Linked DNA regions of Mus musculus: region 1 is linked to region 2. A link is a contact called in public HiChIP or PLAC-seq data. All regions are on one chromosome and are shown on one strand. The core of a region is the stretch at or near the end of the contact, and the rest is flanking DNA. Distances in the headings are between cores, read along the strand shown. Region 1 has its middle 54 kb from the start of Sall4. Region 2 overlaps Adnp (activity-dependent neuroprotective protein).

Region 1 (3,894 bases), core at 217-2,716, 630 kb after region 2:
ACTCGGTACATCAGGCTGGCCTCGAACTCAGAGATCTACCCGCCTCTGCCTCTCAAGTGCTGGGACTAAAGGTGTGTGCTACCACAGCCAGGATTGTTGATACGTTTGGTGATTTAAAAGAAAACCAGGAGCTCAAGCCGTGGTGACTCCCCCACGGTCCCAGCATTGGGGGAGTGAGGCAGAGGCATCTGTGTGCATCCCAGAGTAGCCTGGGCTTCTTTGGGAGGTAGGGTCTCACTGTATAGTCCTGGCTGGGACTTGCTATGTAGACCAGGCTGTTCTTAAACTCCCAGACATCCGCTTGCCTGTCTCTCACATGTTAAGGTGTACACTGTTAAGGTGTAAAGTTAATCTCTCAAGAAATAAAGGTATAAATGCCCAAGAGACCATCTCAAACAAACAGACAGACAGACAGACAGACAGACAGACAGACAAACCAGGACTGAGGAAATGGCTCAGCAGGCTGCAGTGTCAGGACCGGAGGTGGGATCCCCAGAACCCAGAGTGTCCTAGGGCAAGTCGGTAAGCCCAGCACCTCTATCTCAAGGTGGGAGGTGGAGACAGGACAATCCTGGAAGCTGAGAAGTCTGGGGAGATGGGCGTTTCAGACTCTGAGTATCTGGGTCAGAGGAAGGAAAAGGAAATTGGGCATCTGGGTGGCTCTTGGACTCCCGGGCAGTTTCTGTTCCTCGCACACACGTCTGGTCTCCATCTCTAGATGAACAGGTCCTGAACACTGAGGGTATCTGCAGGGGACAAGGCATTGAAGTGGAGAGTGACGATGGCGAGGCGTTCTGCAGAGGTCCCTCTAAGGCTCTGACTAAGCCTCCAGCTGACCTTCCTGATCTGCAGGGTCTCCTCTCTCCAGAGTGCCTCCAGGTTATACTCGCCAGCTTCAGGCAGAGTGGGACACTTCCTCTCTTGGTTCGACACAGCATTCAGACTAGTTGTCCCTCTGTGTTATAAACAGCCCAGAAGGCCATGCTGTGGACTGACTCCCTGGTCTCCCCTTCCTTGCCTGTAAGGGTTTGTGGGGAATGTGACTAGGATCAGAACGGACCTGTGATTCCCCAGGTCCTCGAGGGCCACATTCTGCCTGTCACATTCTCAGAGCCAGCGCTGCCTCCAGAAGTGTTTCTGCTTCTATTGTTTATGGATCGTTACGTGACAAATTACCCCAAACCTAGCATCTTCAGATGATAACCATCCACTATCTCAGAGTTTCGGCAGGCCTGGAATCTGGGAGTGGTGCAGGGACAAGGGTCTGGAGCGGAGTCTGTCTTAAAGTGTCAGTCAGGATGTCGCCAGGTCCCATTACCTGACGCCAGTGGAAGGACATCTGCCAGGTACAGACACTGGAAGCCCCGCCCAAGCCCCGCCCAGCCATGAGAAGCCATTTTCTAGAAGGCATTAGAGGACCTCAGGCAGTATCTTCCAAGCTAAACACTAAGCTGGATCAGGTCGAGGGTGTGGTCCCGGAGCCTTTGGAAAGAAAGGAAAATCACCTTCACAGCTATTGCCAGGAACAGAGCTTGCTGGTGGCCGGGTGCAAAGCCCTGGCTTCCACCCCATCGCTGCAGGAAAACACATTTATCTGTATCCTAAAGGCGGAAGTATCTGACTCACATAAAGCAATTAACATTTCTCACTAGGTAGTCTTAGCTGGTCTAGAACTCGCTGTGTAGATCAGTCTGGCCTGGAACTCTTAGAGCTCTGCCTGCCTCTGCCTCCAAAATGCTGGTGGGGTGTGTTTTGTTTTCCTGTGTTTGCAAAACAGGCAGTCATCACATTTCTCTCCAGTCCTGTCCCACTGGAACAGTTTGTTCTGGAATAGTTTGTTCACGGTGGAAAGGCAGTCTCTGTACACCCTTGCTGGGGTGACCATGGCATTTTGATTACAGGCAGTGTTGTCTGAAGCGGGGGATGAAGACATGGACCCCACAATCCACAGCTTATCATTTACGTTGATTAACTCTCAAAGGTTAACTTTCTCTTTTCTCTTTCTCTGCTTTTTGTCTCTTTCTCCCTCCTTCCTTCCCTCCCCTTCCCCCCTTTCTCTGATATGGTGGTGGTTCATAGCCCCCGCCCCACCTCTGAAACATAGGCTGGCCTGGAAATTACCTTGTAACCCAGGCTGTCTTGAAGCTCGTAGCAATCCCCCAACCTCAGGTCCCGAGGGCTGAGATTACAGGTGTGTACCACCATGCCCAGCAAGATCTTTCTTAATCTATTGACCTAGTTAAGAAACATCTAGAAACATCTTCTGAGCTTCCAGGATAAGACACTAATTTCCTCCAGATTCGGGGGCAGTCCTTCTGTTACTGCTGAACTTAGCGCTTAGCCTTGGGGTGTCCCTGCTTCATCCCTTATGCTCATTTGATTCGAGCCCAGATTCAACGTTCATTCTGTAGCTCACTATACAGTCCAGGTAGACCTCAAACCTGAGGATACCCTCCCATCTCTGCCTCTGAAGGGTGGGATCGAACGTGTACACCTCCACAGCTGGCTGTGCCACGCAGGCCTTCCGACATCCATTGTTACAGTGGTCAGGGTTCAGATAGCCCAGTTTTCTAGGCTTTCAAACATCATGTGTCCTTGTCCCATCCACAGTCTCGATGTGCTTGGGAGAGTCTCCTGGCTGTGCTCACAGACCCTGCCCTGGCTCCTGGGGACCACTAAGATCACATCAACTCTTTCTCTCCCATTACCATCCTCCTGGTCCAACCTGTTCTCCCTGGAGATCTCCGAATTGCTGGCCTCTCTCCATCCCTTTTGCTACCTCCTGCATACAGCCCTGAAGCTACCTTGGCAGGGTCCTCCACGGAGTAACAGTGGGACCCAGAAAATGAAGGTGGGAAGTCGGGAATGGTGACACATATTTATAATTCCACTGAGGCCTTGAGGTTAGCCTGGGCTACAGGGTGAGCTCTTATCTCAAAAAACAATGACATTAAAAGTATAAGTGGGAGGCTGGAGAGATGGCTCAGTGGTTAAGAGCACTGACTGCTCTTCTGAAGGTCCTGAGTTCAAATCCCAGCAACCACATGGTAGCTCACAACCATCCATAATGAGATCTGATGCCCTCTTCTGGTGCACCTGAAGACAGCTACAGTGTACTTAGATATAATAATAAATAAATCTTTAAAAAAAAAAAGTTTAAGTAGGAGCCAGGCAGTGGTAGTGCACACCTTTAATTCCAGCACTTGGGAGGCAGAGGCAGGCAGATTTCTGAGTTCAAGGCCAGCCTGGTCTACAGAGGGAGTTCCAGGACTCCAGGGCTCTACAGAGAAACCCTGTCTCAAAAAACAAAACAAAACAACACACACACACACACACACACACACACACACACACACACACACCACACACACCACACACACACGGGGCTAGAGAGATAGCTCAAGGGTTAAGAGCACTGACTGATCTTCCGAAGGTCCCGAGTTCAAATCCCAGCAACCACATGGTGGCTCACAATCATCTATAATGAGATCTGACTTTCTCTTCTGGTGTGTCTGGAGACAACTACAGTGTACTTATGTGTAATAATAAATAAATCTTTAATTAAAAAAAAAGTTTAAGTGGGTAACTACTCACCTGGCCCCAGAGCGGGTAACTTCCTTGGCTTTCCCATTCATTCCTTGCTGACTGTGTAGCCACAGAGCCTCCCTCTAGGTCTTGCAGGCCTTCAAGATGTTGCTTCCCCTTTGAACCTGGGCACTGTGGTTACCTCAGACCAGCACACTCTCCCCAACTCTCCAAGCCTCCGCTTCTTCTTGGAGCTGCTCTTTCTTCAAAGGAGCACCCACAAAGGGTGATCCCCAGTGGGAAGACGCCTTTCCTGCCCATTGATTCTGGCCTTCTGCTCCAGGCATTTTAGACAGGTACTCATGTAGC
Region 2 (3,986 bases), core at 464-2,963:
CTCCAAAGCACCAGCACCTGGGGCCTGACAAACCTCCACTCTCACTGTAACCAACACCTTCACTGACTGCAAGCCTCAATCTGGGCATGTTCCGGTAAGTCACAGGTCTCAGAATAACCCATTAAGAAGTACCAACGTTTGGCTGGGTCTCCCAACATCAAAACATTCACTGAAAACTCAGCACTTCCCAGCCTCATCATTCGCTAGATAAACTCCTATGAGTTAAGACCTCTGGGGAGTGCTTTCTCTCCCCAGAAGAGCAACCATTACCATTTCTCCTTCATACTCCCTGGGCCTTACACCAAACCAAGCAAGAAGGTTTTAATAAAACACCAGTCCATGTCTGAATTACTACACATGACATGAAGAAGGACTCAAAGGCCTCCATGCTTTTCCTCAGGCCGCTACCTGTTAAAGTACTTAATTAAGGGTCAGGCGGGGCTGGGTGGTAACACATTTAGAATCCCAGTGCTTGAGAGGATCATGAGCTGAGCTAAGGGCACCTATACTCTCAATGACAGAAGCCCTGCACAGTGAGTGACACCTTGACCCCAAACTGTAAGTTCAAGTCAGTAACTAGTTCCAGGATTTATTATTGTTACCCATCGGGTTTTTTGCTTAAGTTTTAAGAACCACCCCCACCCCCGAAAGTCTCAAAACCCTTCTGAACTAGAAATCTCAACAGACCTTATTTTGAAAACAAAGAGAGAGAAAACAAAACCGTGTAGAGGTAGGGGCAGGCTGTGTGTTCCTTTCCTCCAATCCATCCTTTGGTCACCAATCTCCTCTGCCCAGCCTCTGCTCCTTACACTAGCAGTTCCTAATGGATTCTTGCCGAGGAGAACCTCCTTTCAGCACTTGGCACAAAAGAGGCCAATTGTCTAACTTAATGGAACTGTCCTCTTGTTCACAATCACTTCCAAACCACCTAAACTTTGCAGGTCATGGTGCTGGGAACATAAAGGAAGCCCTTAGGCAACAGGTTTTACACAAAGCTTTGCTGTCCAGCTTCAGTTGGAAACCACTCCTGCCACAAATGATGGATGTGCTGCCAGTGAGGACTCAGGTGAGCAACAGGTTTCATCTCCGCAGATACTGATCAGTACACAAAATTGTTCATGTGCTCAAAACATGGCTGTCAGGTGTGCTGGAGAGCAGAGAGGGAAAGATGCCTGAGGCAGCACTCTCCTTCCTGTGCCCACATATCTCCCCTCTCCCTCTTTTTCAAGACAGGGTTTCTCTGTATAGCCCTGGCTGTCCTGGAACTCACTCTGTAGACCAGGCTGGCCTCGAATTCAGAGGTCTGCCTGCCTCTGCCTCCCGATTGCTGGGATTAAAGGCGTGCACCACCACGCCCAGCTTGCCCACATCTCTTTCTGACAAGCATGTGCTCAAGCTCTGTTGCAACCACAAGTCTTTGTAGATACAATGGGCAGCAGGACATACGAAAGTGAGTCAAAAGCTAAATTCTAAAATAATTGTGGGGGCAGGCCAATAAGCTCAGTTGGTTAGAAACATGGTGCAAATAAAATAATTTTGGGAACGGCCAATCTAAGTGTCTTATTCACAGCTATGTAATAACTGGAAAAGCTACCTTGTATAAGCCAGTTTGATCTCCAGCTCAAAGAGACCCACCTTTGCCTCTGCTCCTGCCTCCTGAGTGGCAGACTAAAGGCATGTGTCATCAATTCTGGCTCATAATCACCTTTTGAGAATGTCTTAAAAATTCATTTGGAATGAATGAGTCACACCCTTTCTCAAGCTCACTTACACTAAAGAGGAGTTTAACGCAGGCCAAACTCTTACTTTTGTGTTTTATTAGAAAGCAAGAGTCCAATAGCTGCAATGAAAATCAGAGTCACAGATAAATTAAAACTATGTAATATAGTATAGTATGTCAATCCTCTATGCCCTTCAGATCCAAAAGTAATTATTTCAAACACCAAGAGGGTAAACAGAATACAGCCCAGTTGTAGGCCAAAGCCATACAGAGGCAAGGGCCATAATCATTGTCAGGTACCTGGCAATACAGAGCAGAACTCCACCTCAAGTTCTGCATTCACCCAGAGGTGGAGCAGGTTCTCAGGAAGATGAAGGAGGACACAATAATGACAGTGACAGTTTAGCAGCTCACGGAAAGGTCTGCAGGACATGAAGCACCAGCGAGGCTATATCAGTGTCCTTGTAGAGCTACCAAGTCAGGGTGACACCACCGACTCCTACTTTAGAACTACAAAAGATCAATGAAACAGTGGAGAGAGGAGCTGTCGTCTTGTGTCCAGGGAGCCATGGGTTTGAGTCCCTGCATCTCAAACAAATGGAACACAGATATTTCCATCAAGTAAAAGAGACAGAAAGGAAGGACATTTTCAGCCAGCTGGAAACTTTTTGTTCAGGTTACGCTGAAGCCACTCAGAGAAGACAGCTGTATCTTTAAAGGTAAAACCACCTTGCTTCAGTATGCACCATTACCTGACCTTTCTAGACCATTCATGAGTGTCTAGGCTAATTAAACACATTGACAGTACAAGAGTAAATATGATAGCCAGCCAACCACAGGCATCTATCTCTGCCACTTTCCTAAACACTTTGAACATGTCTAAGTTGACAGTTAGTGAAGGAGAGATGTAGTTTCTGAGTTTACAAGACTCTGCATGAAGAGCAAACAAGGACAGTTACTTCTCCATATAACAGAAGCGAGTGGGTCTAAATCAGTGGTTTTTAAACAATTATGTTCTTGAGACAGGGCCACATATACCCAAAGCTGAACTTGAACTTGCTTCTATGTCCGAAGTAGGAGGATCACAGGCCTAAGCCACCCTCCCTCTACTCTCCATCTACTTTTCTTTATGCCACAGTGGTTGGCGATCCTCCTGTATCTGTATTTGCACCTTGGGTTTATTTTATTTTTACTTTTTGCAAATAAGCCTTAAACAAGCCTTTCCTCCATAAGGCACCATATCTAGAGGCTCCCTTCAGGTTAGAAGTCATCACTTACACGCTGCTGCCACCAGGAAATAGGTTCACTCTTTCTTCTCGTCAGTGTGAGAAAGAGTCCTCCATGAGTCCCAACAGAAGAGCTACTCTAACATGTCTCTTCTTTTCTATCTCAAACACCACAACAGCTAATTCTGGCTACCCAGAGACAAAATGTTCTGGATTAGATAAAACTGCAACAAGTCAGAAGAATAAGAGACATGGCTCAGACAGGTTAAGAGCACTGACTGCTTTTCAAGAGGATCCAGCCCAGACTGGCTTCTCAGTACCCACAAGGCAGTTCACAGCGGTCTGTAACTCCAGTTCAAGGGGCTCTGAAACCCTCTTTGGGTCTCTGAGGGCACTAGGTATGGTACAGACAAAACATCCACAGACATAAATTAAAAAGAAAACTGTTGACTTGAGCTCAAAACTTGGGATTCCACATGATGGGGGAAAAAAACAGAACTGATTCCTGTAGTCAATTCTCTGACTTCCACACACATACCAAAGCACCTCCCAGAAAATAAACACATGTATATAAGCAAATGACACAAAACTGTGATCAATTATTTTTGCCATCTCAGCGATTTTCAAGTCATTCCTCAACAGTTAGGCTACAGTTTGTCTTTCTCCCTGGCTGGCCCTGTTTGAATTAGTTATTCTGGATATGAGAAATGCAGGAGACAGAGAGCTGTACTAATTCTGGACACTTTTTAAATTAATACTAAAACGTCCATTGGTTGGTAGAAACCACTTCATACATCAAGAAGAGAGACAATGCCACACTCGAGGTGGTATGCCAGAATGCTACTGCCACAGCTTAATCAGTCAAGCTTGTGGGTGCACACACGGAGATTAACATCTGCACACATCTAAGGTCAGCCAGAGGATCCTAAAACATCCAGAAGAGAAACAAGGATTCAGCAGAGGAAAAGGCATGCTCCCCTATCAGCTAGGATGCTAATGACAATTAACTAACAACACTGACGGGTCTTTCCTTTTTGTTT

What was found. HiChIP or PLAC-seq counts read pairs in DNA pulled down with a chosen protein or histone mark.
Region 1: a contact with region 2 is called in an H3K27ac HiChIP or PLAC-seq map of trophoblast stem cells, with 3 times the contacts expected there. The contact joins two enhancer-like sites. A contact is called at or near these places in 1 of 39 promoter capture datasets (cranial neural crest) and 2 of 115 datasets of contacts at active chromatin or transcription factors (embryonic stem cells and trophoblast stem cells).

Annotation. Positions count from the first base shown.
Region 1 is chr2:168,819,420-168,823,313 of GRCm38.p6, forward strand. No RefSeq gene overlaps it. Among named protein-coding and RNA genes, the nearest start is that of Sall4, 54 kb to the left of the region's middle. Within about 2 kb of position 1,467, at least 17 of the 459 cell types and tissues checked have an H3K27ac peak or open chromatin away from gene starts, as enhancers often do. A contact at or near this core is called in trophoblast stem cells, where this site is marked.
Region 2 is chr2:168,190,333-168,194,318 of GRCm38.p6, forward strand. The region is part of intron 1 of Adnp (activity-dependent neuroprotective protein); the gene reads right to left. The region is part of intron 9 of Gm20716 (predicted gene 20716); the gene reads right to left. Among named protein-coding and RNA genes, the nearest start is that of Adnp, 15 kb to the right of the region's middle. Within about 2 kb of position 1,714, at least 30 of the 459 cell types and tissues checked have an H3K27ac peak or open chromatin away from gene starts, as enhancers often do. A contact at or near this core is called in trophoblast stem cells, where this site is marked.